7 separate regions of the Mus musculus genome follow, and regions 1, 2, 3, 4, 5 and 6 are each linked to region 7. The links are chromatin contacts, called in public HiChIP or PLAC-seq, Micro-C and promoter capture Hi-C maps. All regions are on one chromosome and are shown on one strand. Each heading gives the region's core, a stretch centred on a gene start, on an enhancer-like site or on the middle of the called end of the contact. The rest is flanking DNA. Distances are from core to core; before and after follow the strand shown.

Evidence for each region. Promoter capture Hi-C pulls out the DNA fragments that hold promoters and counts their contacts. Hi-C and Micro-C count contacts between places; a contact is called where the count stands out from the background. HiChIP or PLAC-seq counts read pairs in DNA pulled down with a chosen protein or histone mark.
Region 1: a contact with region 7 is called in a promoter capture Hi-C map of cranial neural crest. The contact joins the enhancer-like site here to the promoter of Hmga2 in region 7. A contact is called at or near these places in 3 of 39 promoter capture datasets (cranial neural crest, neutrophils and second pharyngeal arch cranial neural crest), 2 of 484 Hi-C or Micro-C datasets (bone marrow-derived macrophages and nephron progenitors), 8 of 115 datasets of contacts at active chromatin or transcription factors (bone marrow-derived macrophages, cardiomyocytes, craniofacial prominence and 4 more) and 1 of 9 other capture datasets (embryonic stem cells).
Region 2: a contact with region 7 is called in an H3K4me3 HiChIP or PLAC-seq map of embryonic forebrain, with 3 times the contacts expected there. The contact joins the enhancer-like site here to the promoter of Hmga2 in region 7. A contact is called at or near these places in 5 of 39 promoter capture datasets (the HPC-7 cell line, cranial neural crest, frontonasal cranial neural crest and 2 more), 2 of 15 datasets of contacts at CTCF or cohesin (both in the NIH/3T3 cell line), 4 of 484 Hi-C or Micro-C datasets (bone marrow-derived macrophages, embryonic fibroblasts and embryonic stem cells) and 10 of 115 datasets of contacts at active chromatin or transcription factors (bone marrow-derived macrophages, craniofacial prominence, embryonic forebrain and 5 more).
Region 3: a contact with region 7 is called in a Micro-C map of embryonic stem cells, with 4 times the contacts expected there. The contact joins the promoter of Msrb3 here to the promoter of Hmga2 in region 7. A contact is called at or near these places in 10 of 39 promoter capture datasets (the HPC-7 cell line, cranial neural crest, embryonic stem cells and 5 more), 3 of 484 Hi-C or Micro-C datasets (all in embryonic stem cells) and 16 of 115 datasets of contacts at active chromatin or transcription factors (the HPC-7 cell line, acute myeloid leukemia, bone marrow-derived macrophages and 9 more).
Region 4: an H3K4me3 HiChIP or PLAC-seq map of embryonic limb bud shows a contact between it and region 7, with 4 times the contacts expected there. The contact joins the enhancer-like site here to the promoter of Hmga2 in region 7. A contact is called at or near these places in 9 of 39 promoter capture datasets (the 3T3-L1 cell line, the HPC-7 cell line, cranial neural crest and 5 more), 4 of 484 Hi-C or Micro-C datasets (bone marrow-derived macrophages, embryonic stem cells, muscle stem cells and 1 more), 15 of 115 datasets of contacts at active chromatin or transcription factors (the NIH/3T3 cell line, bone marrow-derived macrophages, cardiomyocytes and 9 more) and 1 of 9 other capture datasets (embryonic stem cells).
Region 5: a contact with region 7 is called in an H3K4me3 HiChIP or PLAC-seq map of craniofacial prominence, with 4 times the contacts expected there. The contact joins the promoter of 4921513I03Rik here to the promoter of Hmga2 in region 7. A contact is called at or near these places in 9 of 39 promoter capture datasets (the 3T3-L1 cell line, the HPC-7 cell line, HPC-7-derived erythroid cells and 5 more), 2 of 484 Hi-C or Micro-C datasets (muscle stem cells and nephron progenitors), 11 of 115 datasets of contacts at active chromatin or transcription factors (the NIH/3T3 cell line, bone marrow-derived macrophages, cardiomyocytes and 8 more) and 1 of 9 other capture datasets (embryonic stem cells).
Region 6: a contact with region 7 is called in an H3K4me3 HiChIP or PLAC-seq map of embryonic limb bud, with 8 times the contacts expected there. The contact joins the enhancer-like site here to the promoter of Hmga2 in region 7. A contact is called at or near these places in 8 of 39 promoter capture datasets (the 3T3-L1 cell line, the HPC-7 cell line, cranial neural crest and 5 more), 1 of 15 datasets of contacts at CTCF or cohesin (the NIH/3T3 cell line), 10 of 484 Hi-C or Micro-C datasets (the C2C12 cell line, the Patski cell line, bone marrow-derived macrophages and 6 more) and 17 of 115 datasets of contacts at active chromatin or transcription factors (the HPC-7 cell line, bone marrow-derived macrophages, craniofacial prominence and 12 more).

Annotation. Positions count from the first base shown.
Region 1 is chr10:120,782,401-120,785,100 of GRCm38.p6, reverse strand. It overlaps Msrb3 (methionine sulfoxide reductase B3), which reads left to right. Exons shown (of 7, transcript NM_177092.4): 7 at 863-2,700. The coding sequence ends at 1,033. Among named protein-coding and RNA genes, the nearest start is that of 4921513I03Rik, 18 kb to the right of the region's middle. Within about 2 kb of position 1,295, at least 5 of the 459 cell types and tissues checked have an H3K27ac peak or open chromatin away from gene starts, as enhancers often do.
Region 2 is chr10:120,824,415-120,827,257 of GRCm38.p6, reverse strand. Msrb3 (methionine sulfoxide reductase B3) reads left to right here. Exons shown (of 7, transcript NM_177092.4): 5 at 2,122-2,150. Among named protein-coding and RNA genes, the nearest start is that of Gm15910, 32 kb to the left of the region's middle. Within about 2 kb of position 1,572, at least 27 of the 459 cell types and tissues checked have an H3K27ac peak or open chromatin away from gene starts, as enhancers often do. A contact at or near this core is called in the HPC-7 cell line and embryonic forebrain, where this site is marked.
Region 3 is chr10:120,897,417-120,900,249 of GRCm38.p6, reverse strand. Msrb3 (methionine sulfoxide reductase B3) reads left to right here and starts at 1,279. Exons shown (of 7, transcript NM_177092.4): 1 at 1,279-1,417. It overlaps Gm4473 (a long non-coding RNA gene), which reads right to left and starts at 1,203. Exons shown (of 2, transcript XR_001779656.2): 1 at 834-1,203.
Region 4 is chr10:120,743,739-120,746,569 of GRCm38.p6, reverse strand. No RefSeq gene overlaps it. Among named protein-coding and RNA genes, the nearest start is that of Gm35182, 7.3 kb to the left of the region's middle. Within about 2 kb of position 1,304, at least 150 of the 459 cell types and tissues checked have an H3K27ac peak or open chromatin away from gene starts, as enhancers often do. A contact at or near this core is called in the NIH/3T3 cell line, craniofacial prominence, embryonic forebrain and 8 more, where this site is marked.
Region 5 is chr10:120,764,430-120,767,129 of GRCm38.p6, reverse strand. It overlaps 4921513I03Rik (RIKEN cDNA 4921513I03 gene), which reads right to left and starts at 1,398. Exons shown (of 3, transcript NR_038000.1): 1 at 1,292-1,398.
Region 6 is chr10:120,849,455-120,852,283 of GRCm38.p6, reverse strand. Msrb3 (methionine sulfoxide reductase B3) reads left to right here. Exons shown (of 7, transcript NM_177092.4): 3 at 192-300; 4 at 2,231-2,308. Among named protein-coding and RNA genes, the nearest start is that of Gm15910, 6.8 kb to the left of the region's middle. Within about 2 kb of position 1,498, at least 39 of the 459 cell types and tissues checked have an H3K27ac peak or open chromatin away from gene starts, as enhancers often do. A contact at or near this core is called in embryonic fibroblasts, embryonic forebrain, embryonic limb bud and 1 more, where this site is marked.
Region 7 is chr10:120,474,957-120,477,869 of GRCm38.p6, reverse strand. Hmga2 (high mobility group AT-hook 2) reads left to right here and starts at 1,401. Exons shown (of 5, transcript NM_010441.3): 1 at 1,401-1,917. The coding sequence starts at 1,807.

The sequences.
Region 1 (2,700 bases), core at 46-2,545, 310 kb before region 7:
CCATCTGGAGCCATACTCGGCTTTAAAACAGTTACTGCAGGCACGTATTCAGTAGCTGGCCTCTGTGGGGATGCTGCATCCGAATGACATCTCCACTCGATGGAACATTACCAGCTGTCCTTTCTTCTGACACTCACCTTCCTCAGTACTCTGAATAGTCAAGGACTTAGGTTTGAGTGAACCGCCTCTTCCTTCCCCAATGCACTTCGTGTGTGAAAAGAAAAGCCAGCATGACAGTCCACCTATTGGAAGCTAGAAGACAAGCCATGGTACGGGCTGGAGCCCTCCCATGTGCTCTATTTGCAGCTTTGGTGACCATGACATAAATCTCCCGAGTCTTGCCACTGCTTCCCTGGGTTCCAAGAACATCCAGGACTGATGTTAAGTTTTATCACCCCTGCAAACAACCCTCACCTCTGTCATGGCCAGTTAAAGTGTATCTTTTACAGTGGACTTCTGCATATCTGAAACCCACCCATCCAAAGCCAAAAAGTCATGCCCGGGGGAAGAGATTTCATTCTGCCCTGTTTCTTACAAGGGGGGGATCAAGGGTCAATTCAATTCGTAAACTTACTGCAGTCAATTTCCAGCTGACTGAGAGAGTTCACAGATCAAAACATACAGTGGCTCTTAAATGATGTCTGATATGCACAATTCGAGTGTTTTTTATTCTCAGCATGTGGTACAAAGTCTGTCTGGAGCCATCTCTTCAGCTATTGACAGGCAGATTAGAAATGGTTCAGGATGCTTTTCATTATTCTATTCCTCCCCAAGCCAGCCAGCCACTCCAACGACTTCCCACACACTCCCCTCAAAGCCCACTTGGTGCATGTGTGCCTTAAGCATCCTTTTTCTCTTACAGTGTGGTGCTCATCTCGGGCACATTTTTGACGATGGACCTCGTCCGACCGGCAAAAGATACTGCATCAACTCAGCATCCTTGTCCTTCACTCCTGCAGACAGCAGTGAGGCAGAAGGAAGCGGCATCAAAGAGAGCGGCAGCCCAGCAGCAGCAGACAGAGCTGAGCTGTAAAATCAGGGGTAGCGGTGAAAACAAAGTGTTCTTAATGCACAACTGATTGAAAAAAACCAAAAAGTGGTTTATCTTAACAGAGCTATTTTTTCAGAAGCTATAAGGGCAGTTTATGCTGCTGAAAATGTTTCTCTCTCTCTCTCTCTCTCTCTCTCTCTCTTTCTCTCTCTCTCGTCTAGATGGCAGTTCTGCCCATCCATGTATTTTGCTGTTGACTAGGTCCAGAACTGTGTGTAGCTCTTGCAAACGGAGATGGCTTTGTGGAGCTTCTTGGTAAGCTTCTATGTAGCCTTGGCATCATTTTCTTCCAATGCATACCTTCCTTCAAGTTTTGTCCTTGTAGGTACCCTCCTTTTGATTAAGAGGTGGAGGTTGTGTAGTGACATCATAGAGCTGGTGCTCAGCAGCAGAGAGGAGAACTGGCAAGGACAGAGCATCTAGACATGTGGCCTTTGCGATAAAGATGGAGTGTTGTGTTAGATTGCTAGGCTGCGATAACGATGGAGCGCTGCGTTAGATTGCTAGGCTGCACGGAAAGTCTGAGCTAAGGTTGTTTTTTCTCACTCGAAGGGTGTGAAGGTCTGAAGTCGTTCCTTATGTTACATTGTTGCCAGATGTGAGAGGACTCAGGGAAGGTTGCCGCAGAGATGCAAAACATTACCTCTGGGCAGGTCTTTATTTTATATTTTCCACTGAAAACAGCAGAATGTAAGACAAGTGTAAAATACTAGGCTCCATTTTTTTTTTTTTTTTGTCCAAAGTTCACAAAGAAGAATGCTTGCCCATTGCCTCTGCATAAGCCTTTCTCTGCATGCCTCATGTGAACTCCATCTGGACGAGCATTTTAGAAGATTTCCCCCGTGCAAAATAAAATATTAGGGACAACACACTTCATCAGTAGGAAAGAGAGAGATCAGAGAAGACCTAGTATGAAGTCTTGAGCACTAAATAATCCCATGCTGTGCAAAAAGGCCAACAGGATCTCACAGGTACTGCACCTAAACCAGACTTTCACATAGCATCAGAAGGTCGGAGCAAGGATGTCGGGGATTAAGACAGAATAGTCAGGCCCAAGGTCCACACTTCACTGTGTGTACAAGGGACAAGCCATTTAGCCCCATTGTGCCTATATCTTCGTGTACACAATAGGACTCATATCTTTATAAAATATATTGATACTCTCAGGGCAACATTACTATATTGCTGTACAATTAATAAGATCAGTATTTTAAAATCACACTGATCCGGTTGTAATTGCACAGAGCAGGCCAAATTTGCAATGGAAGAAGCAGAGGTGCACTTGGCTGGTTGGTATGGAAACAGCCGAAAGCCAGACCTTTATCTTGTAGCAATATGGCAGGTGTCTCAGTAGTGAGCGTTGTGGTTTTTGAATGCTAATCCTGAAATGTGGCTTTAAAAGACGCTTAGACTTCTAAATTTTTTGAGGAAGACTGGCATCTGCCCCTCGTACTCAGTAATGATGATGAGAACAGGCGAGTGACAGTTGCAGACACAGTGGGAAGCAATAAAAGCCGGGGCAAGCAAGCTGAGACTACCCATATCCAGCAGCTCTGCCTTTCTCAGGTACCTCCTGAAGGTCCTGCCATCCTGCCGAGTCTTCAGTATCACCCAGTTCTAGAGACGTCTGTGCTTTTAACTTGGAACAC
Region 2 (2,843 bases), core at 323-2,822, 350 kb before region 7:
ATGCTTCTGGACACCCTGAGCTTATCCATTCCGTGGCGTTCTTCATGTTTTCTTGTATTCCGGCATCTCATAGAGCTACCAAGAGAATGAAGCCTGCCAGGAGTAGGCTCGCCATGGATCGAGCGCTCATGACCTTCTACTGCCCTCGTCTGTATTACTACCTGTTCCCGCCTGTATTTTACTCACTTCCTCAAAAGAGTGTCCGTGAACAGAGCTTATCCTAACAGATGCCACAATGCACTATGACACAGCAGATTTTGGCGTCTTTGGAGCGCAATCTCACAGAAGTTTCAACGACTGAGTTTCCCTAACTGCACATCTGACCGTATTAATTTTAAGTTCATGCTTTCATTCTTTACAATGTATTTTTTTTTTAATATTTAATACTATGTCTGAGGATTCTGAAGATGTTTTCTGCTTTTTAATCGATGCCCAGGGCAACAATTTGTTTGTGAACATATTTTACGTCCGTTTTGTGGGTATATTGCACATGGACTGGGTGTCTCAGGACAGTATAAGGTTCTCTGAAAGAGTTTTCTGACATCATTTCTCCTATCTCAAAAAAATATATTTTATTAAGACCGTTGTCACTGCGGTTTCCCTTGACTGGCATCTAAGCACAGACACCAGGCGTGTTTAGATGCTGTGGCTACAAAGGTTACTGAGGCATGGCTGAGGTCTAGCGGGGAGGTAGGTAAGGAAGTGACAGCTTTGAGCTGTCAGAGTGGTGCTGTCAGTCATAAAGCCGGGCTTCGCAGAATTGTAGATTACAGAGAGTGAAATGAATTTGCACTGGGAGTGGGAGGGGGCATAGAAGAGGAGGACAGACATGAGGACTGGATTTGGGGAGGGTGTTGGGTCTGCGTGTGTTCTTAGAGGTAGTTGCTGCAAATGTGATTGGTTGGATCGGAGGCAGAGCTAAATGGCTGAGTGTTTGCCTAGCATGTGTGAGCCCCTAGGTTTAATTCCATGAACCGCACCGAGAAAACCCCCAGCAAAGCAAAACCTGTGGTTACATACATACATACATACATACTTATATGTATGTGTGTGTGTATATATACACACACACACATACACACACACACACACATATACTTATATATAGTATGTAAATGAAAAATGTTGATTTTGTTCAAAAATAAGGTGAGCTTTGGGGAGACTGGAGAGCTCAGACCTTTGTGGCCATAGAAGACAGAAGTCTCTTATTTTCTCACTTATGCTTTGATGCCTTCGCTCAGAGCTCATTTAGGCGAGGAGAGCCACGACATCCTATGCGCTCTGGCATAATTTCAAAGGACTCCCCCCTTTCCCAGTGAGTTAACTGCATTTCCACAGAGGGGAAAATCTTCTCTGTCAATGTAACATCCCTAACAGGACTCCCGCTGCTCAGTCCTTGTACCTTGAGGTGGCAGCTGTGAACATATATACCGTCGCCTGTGAATGTGTGATATAAATCCGACTGAGCATGCCCACTAATTGGGCCGAGCGCTCGGTATAGACAATGCTGTCTTATAGTGGCCCGTGTGGAGAGGCCCAGTCACAGGGTTAATTCTGCTTGAAAGCATCTCAGCAGCATCTTGAGAGTAATTACCCGACAGCAGTTTCCCACAGCCAGACCAAGGGCTTCAAAGGCTTCTGAGCCTACAGCCAGCATTCACCTATATCTGAAACATCACGTTCCCACAAGAACTCTGTTCTCTCTTCCTCCCTATTCAGTGTATGGGGTTACTAAGTTCATGTGCTGCGTGCTAAGAACCTGCTGGAAAATTACTTGGTGTTAAGCAGTTGAAAATCTCTGATAATAACTATGGGCTGGATCTGTTTATTGCTCCATAATACAATTGAAGTAAGTTTATCTGTAAAGAAAGATGAGAAATTTTGGACTATAAAATCCCTTCTATGAAAAACAAACTTGGAAAGTTTTTTTTTTTTTCCTTGCCATGGGACCTGAATTTTTATATTCGTTCAATTGAAATGGTTGAAATAAATATATAAGTTACATGTAAGGGGATGGTTTCCTCCTTTGACCATTATGGAGAAATCTATAGTTACTGCACTTCCCATCCCAGATCTTTTTATAATTTTTACATTAATTTCCTTTTTCTTTTTGCTTTGCAGGTCAGAAACCAAATTTGACTCTGGTTCAGGTATGTTTACACCAATAATGTTATTCTGAGTACATATTTTTTTTACATTATGCTTTGAAAAATAATTTAGTATATCAAGAACCATTTTGATTTAAAACAGACTGAGCGATCTCTTTTCAAAACGTGAGCCCCATCTCAGATACAGGCTGCTTCAGACCATAATTTGAGATGTTCATTTTAGGAACTTTAATAACTTTGAAACAATTATTAATTGCCCTCTAACTGCAAAGAGTTCCCTTTTAAAAACAGGGTTGTCTGTTGCACACTTTCACTGTTCAAAACAGAATATCACTTTGTAAATAGACAAAGCATCTTACATGTTTGAATGCTTGAAGAGTGTCTGTAAGTGTTTTGGGGCAGGGGCTGGGGGAAGATACATTGTAATGGAGCAAAGTATGAAGGGTTTTGTACCATAGAGTTGGAAATTCATCTATGACATAGACGTTTTAATGTTTTATTGGGGGGATCATAGAAAATTAAGATCGCCTTGCTCTGTATCTACCAGGCCAGAGTTTATCAACAGTGGTGCTCTCAGCCATACTGGGTTGCTCTCTGTCATTAAGCATGGGTGTGGTCGTAGAGTGCTCTTGCTTGCCAGGCTGAGTCCTTCACCTGCCACTGAGATCTGTGCAAGGCGGAGCTCCCAGTGCTGTTCTCTAGTAAGATGCAAAATTTGCCCTGTGATGGATTTTA
Region 3 (2,833 bases), core at 30-2,529, 420 kb before region 7:
CCTTCCTGTGTTGCCAGAATCGAGTTTGTTTAGAAATGAGGTTTACTAACTTTCAAATAAAGCATCTTCAAGCGCGGCGTGATGGACAAATTACCCCCCTCTAGTTCATGTTAGAATAATCCACCCTCTAAATCTGCTTGACATTTCCCCCGTCCGTGTTTGACATCAATTAATCACTTTTGCAGCATCTTAATATGCTGAGAAGTAATTGTATAACATCCCACATCTCCAGATCCTGTCAAACATTTGTTTGGGTGTGTGTGGATATATATTATAGTAATTAAGGCATAATTACATTCATTGTCTTGAGAGAGGGTCATTTGGATCTGATTAATTGTGGAGTTTAGTGCCAAAAAAAAAAAAAAAAAAAAAAAAAAAAGTCAGGTTCGCACGCGCTTGGCCTGTAATCAAACATCTGGGACTGACATTTTGGTCATCAGAGGTAGCGCCCTTAAAATACATTATCAAAGTTCCTCTTTGGACAGTGTGCAAAAGTAAGTGTGTGTGTGTGTGTGTGTGTGTGTGTGAGAGAGAGAGAGAGAGAGAGAGAGAGAGAGAGAGAGAGAGTGAGTTGGGGTTTGGGGGAGAGATTGTATCAGTGAATATTGAGTCAAGGTGAGGAGGAATGTCCTGTAAAACAGCTCTAGCTGGAGCGAAAACTTTTCCGGCCTGCTTTGACTCCATATATGGTGTTCAAGTAAAATTTCAGGGACTGCCCTTTTGCTGAATCTTACTACAACACACACACACACACACACACACACACACACACACACACACTCACTCACACACACTCACTCACACATAGTGGGGGATTATAAGGACATTCTCACCTGGACATAGTGGGTGTGGTGAGGTCCCCTCCAGGTGCGACCCCTGGGACGCAGTCGGTGGTCCTCTGTATTATGGGTATTCAGTAGGCACAAGAGCGACCATGTCACACCTTAACTGGCACTTCACAGCCTCTTTGGTACAGGCCAGGACTTTTGGTCCTTAGCTCTCAGGCGCCCTGACCCTACAGTAAAGGTCTCAGGTGGATGCTGCCAGGGGGCTCTGCTACGGGTTGCCCACGCGCGGAAGCCCTGTTCCCGCAGGGCTGGCCCGGGGCGGTGGAGGCGGCGCCGGAGGCGGGAGTTGGCGGCGGCCGCGTCCCGGGCAGCGGGCCCCGTCCGCGGCCAGCGCGCTCCGCCGTCCTCCCTCGCTTGTCTGCTATGCTCATATTTGGACTCGGCCGCCCGTGCCCAGGAATTTCCCGTCATGCCTCCCGCCGCCCCGTCTGTCGCCCGGAGCCGGGAGGGAGGAGGGATCGGACAGCGGAGGCTCGTCTTCCCCAAGAGTGCGCGGCGGACCCTCCCGTGCCCAATCGCGCTCTGCCTGGGTCTCTGCCTAGCCGCGGCCGCGGCCACCACGACGCGCGGTGAGTCCCCGCCTCGCCCCATCCGGCCCTCCGATCCCTCCGAGTCAGCCTGGGACCCGGAGTGTTTCCCCCCACCCCCACCCCCGTCCCGGGAGCGCCCGCGCCGCCCCCTCAGTCTTGAGAGTCATCCCCCTGCCGTAGAGTCTCGGCGTGGACCCCGGAGACGCTCCTCGCCAACGAGGGGACAGCGCAGAACGAGGTCAGGCGGGAGAGCCCGCGCCCCGCCGGCCGCCGCGCTGACACCTTACCCGTCCCCAACGGGAACCTGAGCCGCCGTCCTCGCGCGGGTCCTCGGGGAGGCTCAGTGAGGTGGTCGGGGGCGCGGGCTGCAGCTCCGAGGGCGCGTCTCTCTCTCTTTCGGGCCTCTCCGCAGCTGCGGCCGGGGGATAACGGGCCAGGGCGTGGGAACCAGGAAGGCGTCGCCAGGCCCCTGGGGACAGGGGCGCACCCCGGACCGGGCTGGCGGCTCATAGGCCCAAACAGGTACCAGCAAAACTCCAGGGGGCAGGTACCAGTTCTGTCTTCTTTTCAAGTGAAAACAAGCATCAGAGCCCCCCCCCCCCGCCTCCCTTTTTATTTCTTAAACTTTTCCACTGGGCTATTTCAAGTCAGACTATCTGAATAAAAAGTACTGTTCCTGCCTTTGTAGGTTATGCGATAAGTGGGGGCAATAAGGATTTAAAAGAATTTTCTTTGAATCATATGTAAAGTATTAGAGAGCTTTCTTTCTTCTTTCTCTCTCTCTTTCTTTCTTTCTTTCTTTCTTTCTTTCTTTCTTTCTTTCTTTCTTTCTTTCTTTCTTTCTTTCTTTCTTTCTTCCTATTTCCATTGCGTGTCAAAAAACTAATTATTTGAAGTCCAAAGGGGAGGTTTTAAAGGAAAATATTAAGTTGCAGGGGCTCTTGAATTTGGACAGAGTAAACAAATCAAAGCTTGATTCATTTTGTCTGGCAAGGCAAAACGTTATAATCACCAGAAACCTGGATTATGTGGGAGGTGTTAGGTGGTCGCTGTGTTGCCTATGGCTAGGATAGCCTGAACTGTCAAAATGAGGTTCGGCTAGCCAGGACACAACGCACACTTGAGTTGACAGTCGACTACACCCTGTGCAGCATAAAAGACAAAATAGGTTTTAAAGGTACTTTGATGTATAAAATGTTATCCAGGGAAGATTCTCAGGGTTATAGACTTGACGAAGTGGTTTCTCAGGACCAGTGGTACATAGTTAAGTATACCCACTGCAGTTTGTAAGTGCTTCCGTTAACAATGACGGAAGTTTTATGTTTGTTCTGGAACATTGTACTTCGGAAAGGACCCACCTTTAAATCGACTCATATTCCTGGGGCTGCTTTCTAACGCTCATTCTTGGGAATCAACGGATTCTGACTAGACATTTTATCAATGGATTTCTAAAAC
Region 4 (2,831 bases), core at 55-2,554, 270 kb before region 7:
GAAATTGGTCGTCCTTTGGTTTCGGACCCTGGGACAAGGAGTCGAGGTACATATTTTACACAATGGAGCAGACCTGGTCTCCAGGGTCTCCCAGAGTCCCTCAGTCCCTTCCTGGCACACCTTGACCCCAACCTTGAACTTTTTAACCCAGGGGCTGGGCTGCCCTTCCCTCTGAGGTTTCTCCCTATATAATCCAGACTGCCCCCTCACCCCCTCTGTGTGTCTGTGCACGAGCACACATGTTCAAACTGGTTTTCAAGTGTAACACGTTTCCCAAATGACACTGAGGATTTACGTTGTGTGTAGATCCCTGCAATGCCAGTTTATACATAGGAATGGAGAATGGACAAGCTGGGCTGTAAGTTCCCTGGGAAGTGACTAGGGAGGACAGGGCTGCCAGGATCAGCAGACACTGCCACAGAAAGCTGAACTTGGGTGACTCCTCTGTCACTGCCCTGTCCTTTCCCCTGTGACTTTGGCTAACACTCCCTCTTTCAGGCCTTTAAAAAGACATTGACTATTGCTTGTCTGCATAAAGAAAAAGTATTGCCTGGTCAGGCAGGGAAGACCAACTGGTGTGTGTCTTTAGTACTGACATGAGGATACAGGCTCCAGCAGGAATGAATCTCTCTGCTCTGGAAGCAGCTCATCTTGGTTTAACCAAACACAAAACTCAAAGGGGTCCAGGCAGTGGTGGCACATGCACTTGGGGGGCAGAGGCAGGCAGATTTCTGAGTTCAAGGTCAGCCTGGTCTACAGAGTGAGTTCCAGGACAGCCAGGGCTACACAGAGAAACCCTGCTCCGAAAAATTAAACACCAAAAATCAAACACCAAAAACCAAACCAAAACCAAAACCAAAACCAAAAAACCTAAAACTCAAAGGGGTTTTCCTCCGGTCCATGGGGCGATTTTTAAGAATGGCTCCTTGTGCCTGGCCCTTTGCCTGGTACATTTTTGTGACTTCCAGTCAAAATAGATGGATTCAGCCAGGATTTTCACTTTTCAAAAACAGTCACTGCTGGGTTCCTTGAAACTGCCACCACCAAACACTACCCCCCCCCACCCCCACATTTAAAACATGCTTTGATTTCTTGGAATTGGAGGCGCGGGGCTCCGAAGGGCCGCTACGACTCTGAAAAAGGAGCTGCTAGTGCCAGAGTTCCCACTGCCTGGGCGGCTATTGGCGGCTCTCCTACCACCAGCCTGGAATGCACACAAGCGGGCTGCTCTCCCCACTTTATCACAAAGGAGCTCATTTTGTGAATGAACAGCGCAGCCAGCAGCACAGCGCTATTCCGGGCGACCTTTGCCCGGGGATTGGATTCCCTCCCAGCGGGGAGATCAGGCCTTAGGAAAAGGTTAGTTCCTTGAGGTCCAAGGCCTGCTGGGCAGAGGTCTGGAGAGGGAAAAGCTCCGAGAACTTTTCTCCTCCCCCCAACCCCTCCCTCACCATCTCCAGCGACCGTTCTTCTGGCTGCTGTAGCTTTCTGTGCCTTTGTGGGTTTTTTTTTGGGGGGGGGGGACTGGCGGGTGTGTGTGTGGGGGGGTGCTGATTGGACTCTGCAGCAAGGAGCTATATAACTCCTGCAATTTTTACTTTTTTTTTTTTTTTTTTTTTTGGTAGCTGCCTAGTATTTCCCCGCTGCTTCCCAACAGCAATTCTGAGGTCCTCCCGAGTTTCCACCCCTTCCTCTCCATGCCACCCCCCCCCCCACCGTGGCGCTTCAGTTTGATGTTTTTTTGGTATCAAAGCAAGGTCTCCAGGAACCCTGCAACTAAAGACTTTAATGAGGACCATGCTCACGAAATCCTGGCTGCCAAAGACATGATGATTTATGCCCCTCACTCTCCCTAACAGCAAGAGGACTATTTGTAAAAATAAAAAAGCCGCTCATATGGAATTAAACAAGAGCATAGCTGCTTCCTTCCAGACCCCGGGAGCTTAACAAAGAGCATCCACACTCCAGCACATGGCGGGCGCCGGGCTTCCTATCACACAAAGCTAAATCCTGTTACCTCGGGCAGAGGCACACACTCTCTCTAAAACCCTGCCGGCAGACCTCAAAGGAGCAATGCAGAGGGCAATCAAATGAGTGGCCAGAAGAAAGAGGGGTGCCAGGAGCTTAGACCGAGGTCGAAGCACCCACCTGATGGGCTGCTGAGGGAGGAATTGAGGTGTTTGGTGTAAGATGGTTGAGCGACTGGCAAATAACTATTTGGTTTGGGTCAGCTGTGTGAAAGGCGGGAACCCTGAGAGCTCCCTTTTCTTGGATCTAGCATTATTGTTTCTGGGATAACTGGGGGTTCCCTCCTTGGGGGTTTTTACTCTTGTTAATAAAAGACTTTAGAAATGGACTCCAAGGAAACTCTGGGACAAGTTTATTAGAGTTTGAGAGAAAAGAAACAGAGTAGACAAACTGTAAGTTTTGGCAGCTGCCAAGAGGGGAGGAAGAGAGAGACAGAGAAAAAGAGAGACAGAGACACACAGAGAGAAACAGAGAGAGAGAGAGAGACAGAGAGAGAGGGACACACAGAGAGACAGAGAGGAAGAGAGGAAGAAAGAGGGAGAGAGGGAGGCGAGACATGTCTTTTGAGTTAAGAGGCAAGGACCCTGCCATTTTCAGCAGTAGACAGCCAAGCAGCAGCTTGGTAGAAGGAGCAGGCAAGCTTCAGGGAAGAGATGGGAAAGTCCAGTGTGTCACTGAAAGCATACTGAGGTTTCTGGGCCGTAGAGTAGGCAGGTTCTGCAAAGCTATGCAAGTGGCTGCATCAGCAGAGGGCATTCTGGGAGGAGGAAGAAGTAAGTTATCACATGAAGGGGGTGGTCATT
Region 5 (2,700 bases), core at 149-2,648, 290 kb before region 7:
CCCTGCACCGTCTTCATAGAAGGAGTATGTACTGGGAAGGAAAGGAGACTTGGAATGGCCAAACTGCTGAGTCTTTGGCCTTTAAAGCTGCCTACAGATAGCTATGAGACCACTCAGTGAGCTGCCATCCATGATGGGGTGCACTTTTCTGTGATGTGCCTGCCTTTGAGTCAACCCTGCTCCTGTGAGTAACCCCTCGCCCATCCTCCTGTTAGCAGCCCCGATAAAGACTAACCGACAGAGCTAGTCAGACTCTTGTGCAGTGTGCTCTGGTCTTCGAGATATAAGCTCTTAGAGTGAAAATAAAATCCTAGTATTGATCATAGTCTGGCTTGCCTAATGTGATGGCCATGACTCACACAACCGCCATACCTCACGTGAAGTCCGGCTCCATCTCAGCCAATGTGGAGCAGTGGTGGAGCACAGTGGCAGATTGACAGCTGCCAATAACGGCAGCTCGTCTCAGTACCACACAATACCACCATCCTTTTCACTCTGAGAACAAACCAACTAGACCGAAGGCCAGTGAAGTGGAAAAGACAGATACGACTCTTATCTGGGAAACCCGTGGGAACAGTAAGAGCGGGGCTTCCCGATCCTGTATTTGTTTTATGGTGTTTAGAGGAAAGTGGGAATTTCCATCCTGCTGAACCTACAGAGTTATCCTGAAATAACATTCTTTGCTCGTTGTAAGGAGATGATGGTACTTAAGTTTGTCTGATTCTGTTTTTTTTTTCACGAAGAGATTTAAAACCTTGGAGAAGAGTGAAGGGCGGATCTACTCAAAGGATTCTGGCAGAGGGCCTGAGAGATGCCTCAGCAGTTCAGAGAACTTGCTGTTCCCCCGGAGGTTCTGAGTTCTGTGCGACCACTCCTAACTCCAGCTCCAAGAGATATGCGCCCCCTCCTGACCTCTGCAGGTAACAGCACATACACACAGACACACACACACACAGACACACACACACACACACACACACACACACACACACACACACACACACAGCAGGCACGAGTGCACCTATCCTGTAAGCCATCATAATGGATTACCTCTGTAATATACGTTCTATTGGATCTGTTCCTCTAGAGAACCCTGAGTGATATGCCCCTCGAATGCCCCTCAAAGTCTCAGGTTTTGAGTCTGGCAGTTTTGTTGAGAAGTAGATGGATAAGAAGGATACCAACCACACCAACAGACCATTCTACTGATGACTTCATCATTGAGTGTGTTTTTGGGAGGTATGACCTAACTGGAAGTGGCGGGTTGGGAGGGTACCTTTGAATGGCTTACCTTGCCCGAATTCACATGCTGTTACCCAGCTGCAGTGAGATCAGAAGCCCTGCTCCACCCCGACTGCTTTCCTCCACATTGTTCTCTATTGTTTTTCCAGCAGCTGTGACCAAATGCGAGAGAAGGAGGTTTTCTTTTGGATCATGGTTTGCGAGTATAGTTTGTCACAATCATGAAAGCATCGCGATGGGAGTGGCTATCAGGCATGGCAGTGGGAGTGGCTATCAGGCATAGCAGTGGGCGTGGCTCACAGGCATGGTAGTGGGAGTGGCTAGCAGGCGTGGCAGCAGAAGCATGAGGCTGCTGATTCACATCTCAGCGGACCAGGAAAAGGAGAGGAGGGAATGACGGAGCTCAGAGGCTTTCTCCTCTCCCGTTTTTTTTATCCAGCCAAGTCCTCTTTTTATCCAGCCAAGTCCGCAGTGCATGGGAAGGTCTCTACTATGTTCAGGAAAGGTCTTACCCTCTTAGTCATTCCTCTCTAGAAAAAGGCTCACAGATAAGTTCAGAGGTAAGGTGTGACTCACTAATGCCTTGGTGGTTTCTTAATCCAATAAAGTTGTTGATCAGAGTTAGACCATCACATAGTCTGCATCACTATAATTCACAGACAAGGGAACCAGGTGACCATAGGACTGAAATAACTAAACTATGAGCTCAAAGGAAACTGTTCTTTAAAGTTTTTCTCCGATAGTCTTTGAGTTTTTGTAGTACCTACAACTAATGTACAGCTATCAATGTATAGATATGTTTCTCCTGTGAGCTGATACTCTTATCCTGTTCGCTATTATAGGATGGAGCTGGAGCCTTCAGCAGATGCTGAGGGAAGGTTTGAGGCTGATCCTGGGTGCAGAATTGTGCCCAGTTCTTCCCACCTGATTGTTCATCTACTGCAAACTGGGGCTCGTTTTTCCCTTTGGAAAAATAATCACATTTTGCTGCATTGGAAAGCATGGCTAAGATTGATTCCTGCAGTAATTTAACAGAACCTGAAGCTTTATAGACCTTCTGTCTACAGGACTTCTGACTACACAGAACGTGTCTTTAGGATGTGCCCTTCTTTTCCCTGTTCTGATAGAACTGACTGTGCAAACTAAGGCAGCTTTCAGATGCTATTCCACTCACTGGCAGTGCCATTTGTGCCTCTGAACAGCAACAGGCTGAGGTCTTCCAAAAAACTAGGGAAGAGTGGTAGATCCAGAGGTCTGAGCCTCTCGATTCCTGGGGTGGACACGTTAGGGTGTCTATTGTGAAAGACCGGGGGGAGTGAAGATATGCTCAGGAGATCCCATGGGCTTTGAAGACCTTTGGCATGGCTCTCCATTCATAAAAAGCTGCTTCATTCAGAGCTGTGGCTTCAGAAGTCTGGATGCAGTCAGTTCCTGGCTGGCTGGGAACAAGGAGTTAAC
Region 6 (2,829 bases), core at 249-2,748, 370 kb before region 7:
TCATGGGGCTTTTTAAAGTGCATTCTGTTGGAGCTTGGAGACCGGCTGCAGCTCAGGTAAGGTTTTGTGGTCCGCTAGGGATTCTCTGGTCATTGACAAGTGACTGTAGAGGCTGTGCTGTGGCGGCCAGCCAAAGCAAGTATTTAGGATTCAGGCTAAATGGCTCTTTCTCCCATATCCTCTCTTTCCAGGGTCATGTAGGGATAAAAAGAACTGTAAGGTGGTCTTTTCCCAGCAGGAACTGAGGAAGCGGCTGACACCCCTACAGTACCATGTCACTCAGGAGAAAGGAACTGAAAGGTAATGTGTGCTGTAATAAAAGCAAGCAAGCAAGCAGGCAGGCAGGCAGGCAGGCAGGCAAGCTGGCAGGCAGGCAGGCAGGCAAGCTGGCAGGCAGGCAGGCAGGCAAGCAGGCGGGCAAGCAGGCAAGCAGGCAAGCAGGCAGGTGGGCAAGCAGGCAAGCAGGCGGGCAAGCAGGCAAGCAGGCAGGCAGGCAGGTGGGCAGGCGGGCAAGCAGGCAAACAGGCAGGCAGGCAGGGAGGCAAGCAGGCAGGCAGGCAAGCAAGTAGGTGGGCAAGCGGGCAAGCAGGCAAGCAGGTGGGCAGGCAGGGAGGCAAGCAAGCAGGCAAGCACCACTTTCTCCCACTCCTTGGAGTCTTCTTCCCTGTTGATTATTTTAAAGAAACTATGCATGCTGGGTAAGGCCTGCAAATGACTGTCTTTGAAAAGGCTGGAGATGGCACTGTTTGAGTTAAAGCTGAGTTTCTTTTCTGCTTCTCTCCACTCAGCGAACTATATCTATATAAAGCCACGGGACTTTTGCTAAGGGCCTGTTTTTAGTTTACAGTGAAATGTGTGGAAGCAATAGCGATTTGGGTGCCCCCCCCCCTTTTTTTTTTTGGACGACATCACAGCAAGGAAAACTGTGAGGGATGTGGCGCTATGCCAGGAGGCTGGCATTTTGAAGGTGGCATTGTAAAGCATAGACGTTTTGGCTGCAAAAAGAAGGTAGCATAATTTAGTTCCTTTCCACCCCACTCGGATTTCTTTTTGAAGCACATGTGGAGAAAGTATTTATTGGCTCATTTGTGGTTGGAATGTCAAAAATTTTCAATAACTGCCCTTGCATGGCTTTGGTCCTTGGAAGTTCGCCCTACATCCTGGGGGGGGGGGGCAGTCGTTCACTTCCAAGACTGTTTTTTAGTGAATAAAATAAAATCTCTCTCAGCTGATTCCAGCGAAAAAGTAACTTGCCAAGGCCTAATGATTTTGTTGTCTAATTCATACCACGGGGCTCGGCACGAGGCTGTAAATGGTCCCCCTGATGCAGGTTTATTCGTGATGTGACTTTGTGTTTCCATTCAAGATCTGAAAGAGCTTCCTTCCCACACAGGGATCCTTGTTAATGGACAGCACGCTCTCCCTGTCACAGCCCCCACTGTTCACTGAGTTTACTGAACAATGAAGCTCTCTCACAAGGTGTGCCTTCCTTGTACCAGCGGCGGCGGCAGGGCTGGATCACAGGGTCCAGGACTTCTGCCCGCCAATGTTGTGTGCATGCCCTAGCAAAATGATTTAATGCACACAAACAACCAGAGATTAGGTCATTCTTTAAAAAAAAAAAAATTCTGTTTATAAAAAAAATTGGACCTCGTAAAGAGGGACGAAACGATAATAAAACCAAGCTGCAGAGCACACGGCCTTTTTGTTGGGCGACACAGCTGATCTGCATTAACCGAGTGACCTCCGCGCCTGTAAGATCGCTAACTTAGAAAAACAGTTCCTTAAAGCTGCAATATTCCTTTTCAAACCAAAAAATAAGACTCCTTCCACTCGAAGACTTGGGACCTGCTACATTTTCTGGTCCCCCTCTTGTATGGTGTGGGGCCGCGGAAATCTTAGGTAACAGTGTTCTTCATGTGACTCAAACAGTGGGCTTTTTTTTTTTTTTTAATTTGAAAAATATTCTAAGTATTACTTACTAGATGGCTTGATATTTTGACTTAACCTGTACTAGTTTGGAGTAGTTATATGCACATTTTATTATATATATGTATATATTCGAAGTATATTACTATTGTTCAAGCTTCCATATGTCTGGTCTGTTCTCATTTTAGGGCCCCAGACCCTTGAAAGTTTTACCAGAGAAATGTATTTAAACCAGTGTGTTCTATAAGAAGTAACACTAGCTCTGTTAACAGTTTTTGACGCTCTGTTTATCGTTTATCAGTGCCTTTGAAGGAGAGTACACACATCACAAAGATCCTGGAATATATAAATGTGTTGTCTGTGGAACTCCGTTGTTCAAGTAAGTGTCCTGAAAGCCGGTGGGCGTGGCCGGGTCACGTGACCACATGCTCCGGGCTGCTCAGTTACCTGCCCATCTTTCCTTTGCTGAATTTGATTCTATCCTTTCATATATTTGTCCACTTTCTGAAACCGACAATGATGACAGACTTTCTTGGCTAATTTCTAGCGTGACAGACTGGCTAACTTTGTACTGTTTAGACATTTAAAACACCCAGCACTAACTTTGGTGTCCACTTCAGTAACCATTGTCCTTAGCAGAGGTACAAAGAAAATCTTGGTGACAGAGAGCGTATGTATTTACTGATTTGTCTAATGCCCCGACGTCCACGCATAGGTCATTTTGCAAGTCACTCACGCACATCCCTCAGATTAAAATGCATCCAGCGAGAAGCCTCTTTATACTTCTACAATGAAGCGCTATACCCCAAATAAACATGAGACAGCAATATCTTCTACCTGAGGTTAACATTATTATTTTGACATTGGCCTAAAATCCTCTTTTTGAAAAATCCTAAACGT
Region 7 (2,913 bases), core at 152-2,651:
GGTGCGGTGGAAGGATAAGTGATCGGTAATATCCCATAGAGTTATGGGCGTCCCAGCACGGGGGTGCAGCGCCTGCTCCAGGAGTCAGTCCTGGGGGAGGGGACCTCGATAAAGGAGCTGGCACACTCGGTGTTCCTGTGTATAGTGTGCAAGTGTGTGCTTTTGTTGCGAATGTGCTTACTGGCACCATCGTGTGTCTGGTAGTGTGTGCTTAAGCACGGGTTTGTTTGCATGCCTGCTTGCCAGTGAAGTGTGTGTGCGCGCACACATGAATTTTCGTGCAAGCTTGTCTGCGATCACACGCGTGGGCCCGTGTATCTTTGTGCACGCTTGTTTGTGCGCCGGCCCGTGCACTCTGGGGTGAGGGCATTTCTCAGTGGAGCGGGGGGGGGGGGGGGGTCGCAAGGGGCGCTCCGACTCCTTGGTCGCTCTTTTCCCGGGGCTGAAATAGTAGACAGCGGCGGTTGACCCTGAATGCTTCCGGAAACTTCGGGCAACCCTCGGTGGAAGCACAGGTAGAAGCCAAGCTCTCCAGGGTGACTCTGAGATAGTCATTTTCTTTCGCCTTCCTAGGACAGCCGCTCAGGGGTGGCCTCCAGCGGCGATCCGGCAGGAGAGCCTAGGCCCTGTCTTTTTAACCCCACTGCTGGCGGGAGCACGTGAGCCGGGGCTCCGGGTGGCAACCGGGCGCCGCCGCCTTCGAGGCAGTTGTGTTTCGAACGCTGCCTCTGGCCCGCGGCCAGGCGCCTGGGCTCGGCTGTCCGCCTGGCCTGCCCCCTCCTCTTGCTTCTCCTGCAGCCCCCTCCCCTTTATCCGCCCACGATCAGAGGTGGGCACTCCCCGTTCCCGCCACCCCCTCCGCAAGTGCGAGCGCGCGTGTACACACACGCACACGCACGCACACACTCATCCCTCTTGAATCCCGGGCAGGAACTCTGAAAACTTGCAGCACGGGCAAAACTTGGGCTCCGGGTGCAGAGCGCAGAGGCCAGCAGCTTGTCCCTCTGCATCTGTGCAGTGCCGCCGCCTGACCCCGCCACCCGAGGAGGCGCGGTGCCACCCACTGCTCTGTTCCTTGCTAGAGCTGAGCTGGGCGCCCTACCGGATCCTGGCAGAAACTTCCACTCTCTCCTCGGTTTCTGACCGCACTAGTCAGTCTCTATCTCTGTCCCGTTCTGTCTCTTTGTCTCTGTCTCTCTCTGAGTTTCTGTCTCTGTCCCTCTTCTCTGTGTCTCTCTCTGGCTCTCTGCGTCTCTGTCTCTCCTTCCCGCCCCCCTCCCTCTCTCTCCCTCTGGGGTGGGGGAGAGGAGGCGGAATTCTTTCCCCGCCTAACATTTCAAGGGACACAATTCACTCCAAGTCTCTTCCCTCTCCAAGCCGCTGCCGAGCGTCCCAGTACCCGCAACTCCCGAGCCTTTGCGGAGAGAGCAACCCTCTCCGCCTCCAACTCTTCCCTCTCCTTCGCTTCCCGCCTCCTCTCCCTACCTCCACCTCTACCTCCGCCACCCACTGCCCGCAGCGCCTCCTCCTTTCCTCCTCCTCCTCTCCTCCTCCTCTCTTCCTCCTCCCCTCTCTCTTTTTGGCAGCCGCTGGACGTCCGGTGTTGATGGTGGCAGCGGCGGCAGCCTAAGCAGCAGCAGTAGTCCCCGGCGCACTCGCCAGCTCGCCTGCTCTCGCCGCTCTTGCCCTCTCCAGCTCTCTACATCCCGTCTCCCGAAAGGTGCTGGGCGGATTCGGGGCGGCGGAGGCCGAGCGGCTGCAGCGGCGGTACCGGTAGAGGCAGTGGTAGCGGCGGCGGGAGGCAGGATGAGCGCACGCGGTGAGGGCGCCGGGCAGCCGTCCACATCAGCCCAGGGACAACCTGCCGCCCCGGTGCCACAGAAGCGAGGACGCGGCCGACCCAGGAAGCAGCAGCAAGTCAGTACGCCGACGCGGAGGGGCCACTCAGCCCACCCGCGACGCCTCTGCCCCCGGGGCCCCGCGACACGCCGGGCGACCGGAGCGCGGGAGCGCAGCGGCTACGGCAGCGCAAGCTAGCCCGCCTGCCACCCGGGTGTAGGTGGGGCGGGAGACCGAGTTCCCCTGGAGAGTGCGCGGCGCAGTCTCTCCGGGTACCCGCGCTCCCCGGCTCCAAGAGCTGGGGTCCCGCGGCGAGCCGTAGCCACCCGGTGGAGGTGGGGTCGCGCGAATCGTGGACAGGGACTTTCGCTATTGTGCGCAGCCCCGGAGCGGCGCGGCGTGGCTCGGGGGGGGGGCATCGAGCCTCGGGGGTCCCAAAGAATAAAAGCGTCGCTTTGTCAGCCGCTTTGGCGACTGGGGGGACTGGGGAGTTCAGGAGGGGCAGGACTGCGAGTCCGAAGCTCTTAGACCCGCGGCTTTCTCCGGCTTCTCGGGGCCGCCTTCCCGTAGGAGGCTGATGCGCCGCGGCCGCCCCCTCGGTGCCCTCCCCACACTCCATGGCCCAAGGCTCGCGCCCTCCCGACAAAGAACGCGTGCGGAGCCGACTGCCCGCCTGGTGCTCCTCCCGAGGATATTTAAATGCCTGCCGAGCTGCTACAGCCGCCGGGGCTGGCGGGGAAAGGATCCCGGAGGATCCCAGGCCCCCGCGGGCCCGGGAAACGCGCTTCGCCCAGGGAGCTCTGGAAGGAAAGTGCACGGTAGCCAGGGTCGCTTCCCCGCCAGGAGTCGGGTCCCTCTTTGGCTCCTCGATCCCGCTCCTCTGAGCAGCCCAAGTTTTAGCTTCCTCTTGGGCGAGTGGCTGGGGGCTGGGAAGGGACGGTCGAGGGGCACCCAGGACCCCGCGGAATGGAGGGTTTTGTCTGCGGATGCAACCAATTAAGAGTGCAAGCCGGCTGTTGCAGAGTTGTGCGCAGCGCCCAGGGCCGGGGGCGGGCGGGCGGGCGGGCAGGGGGT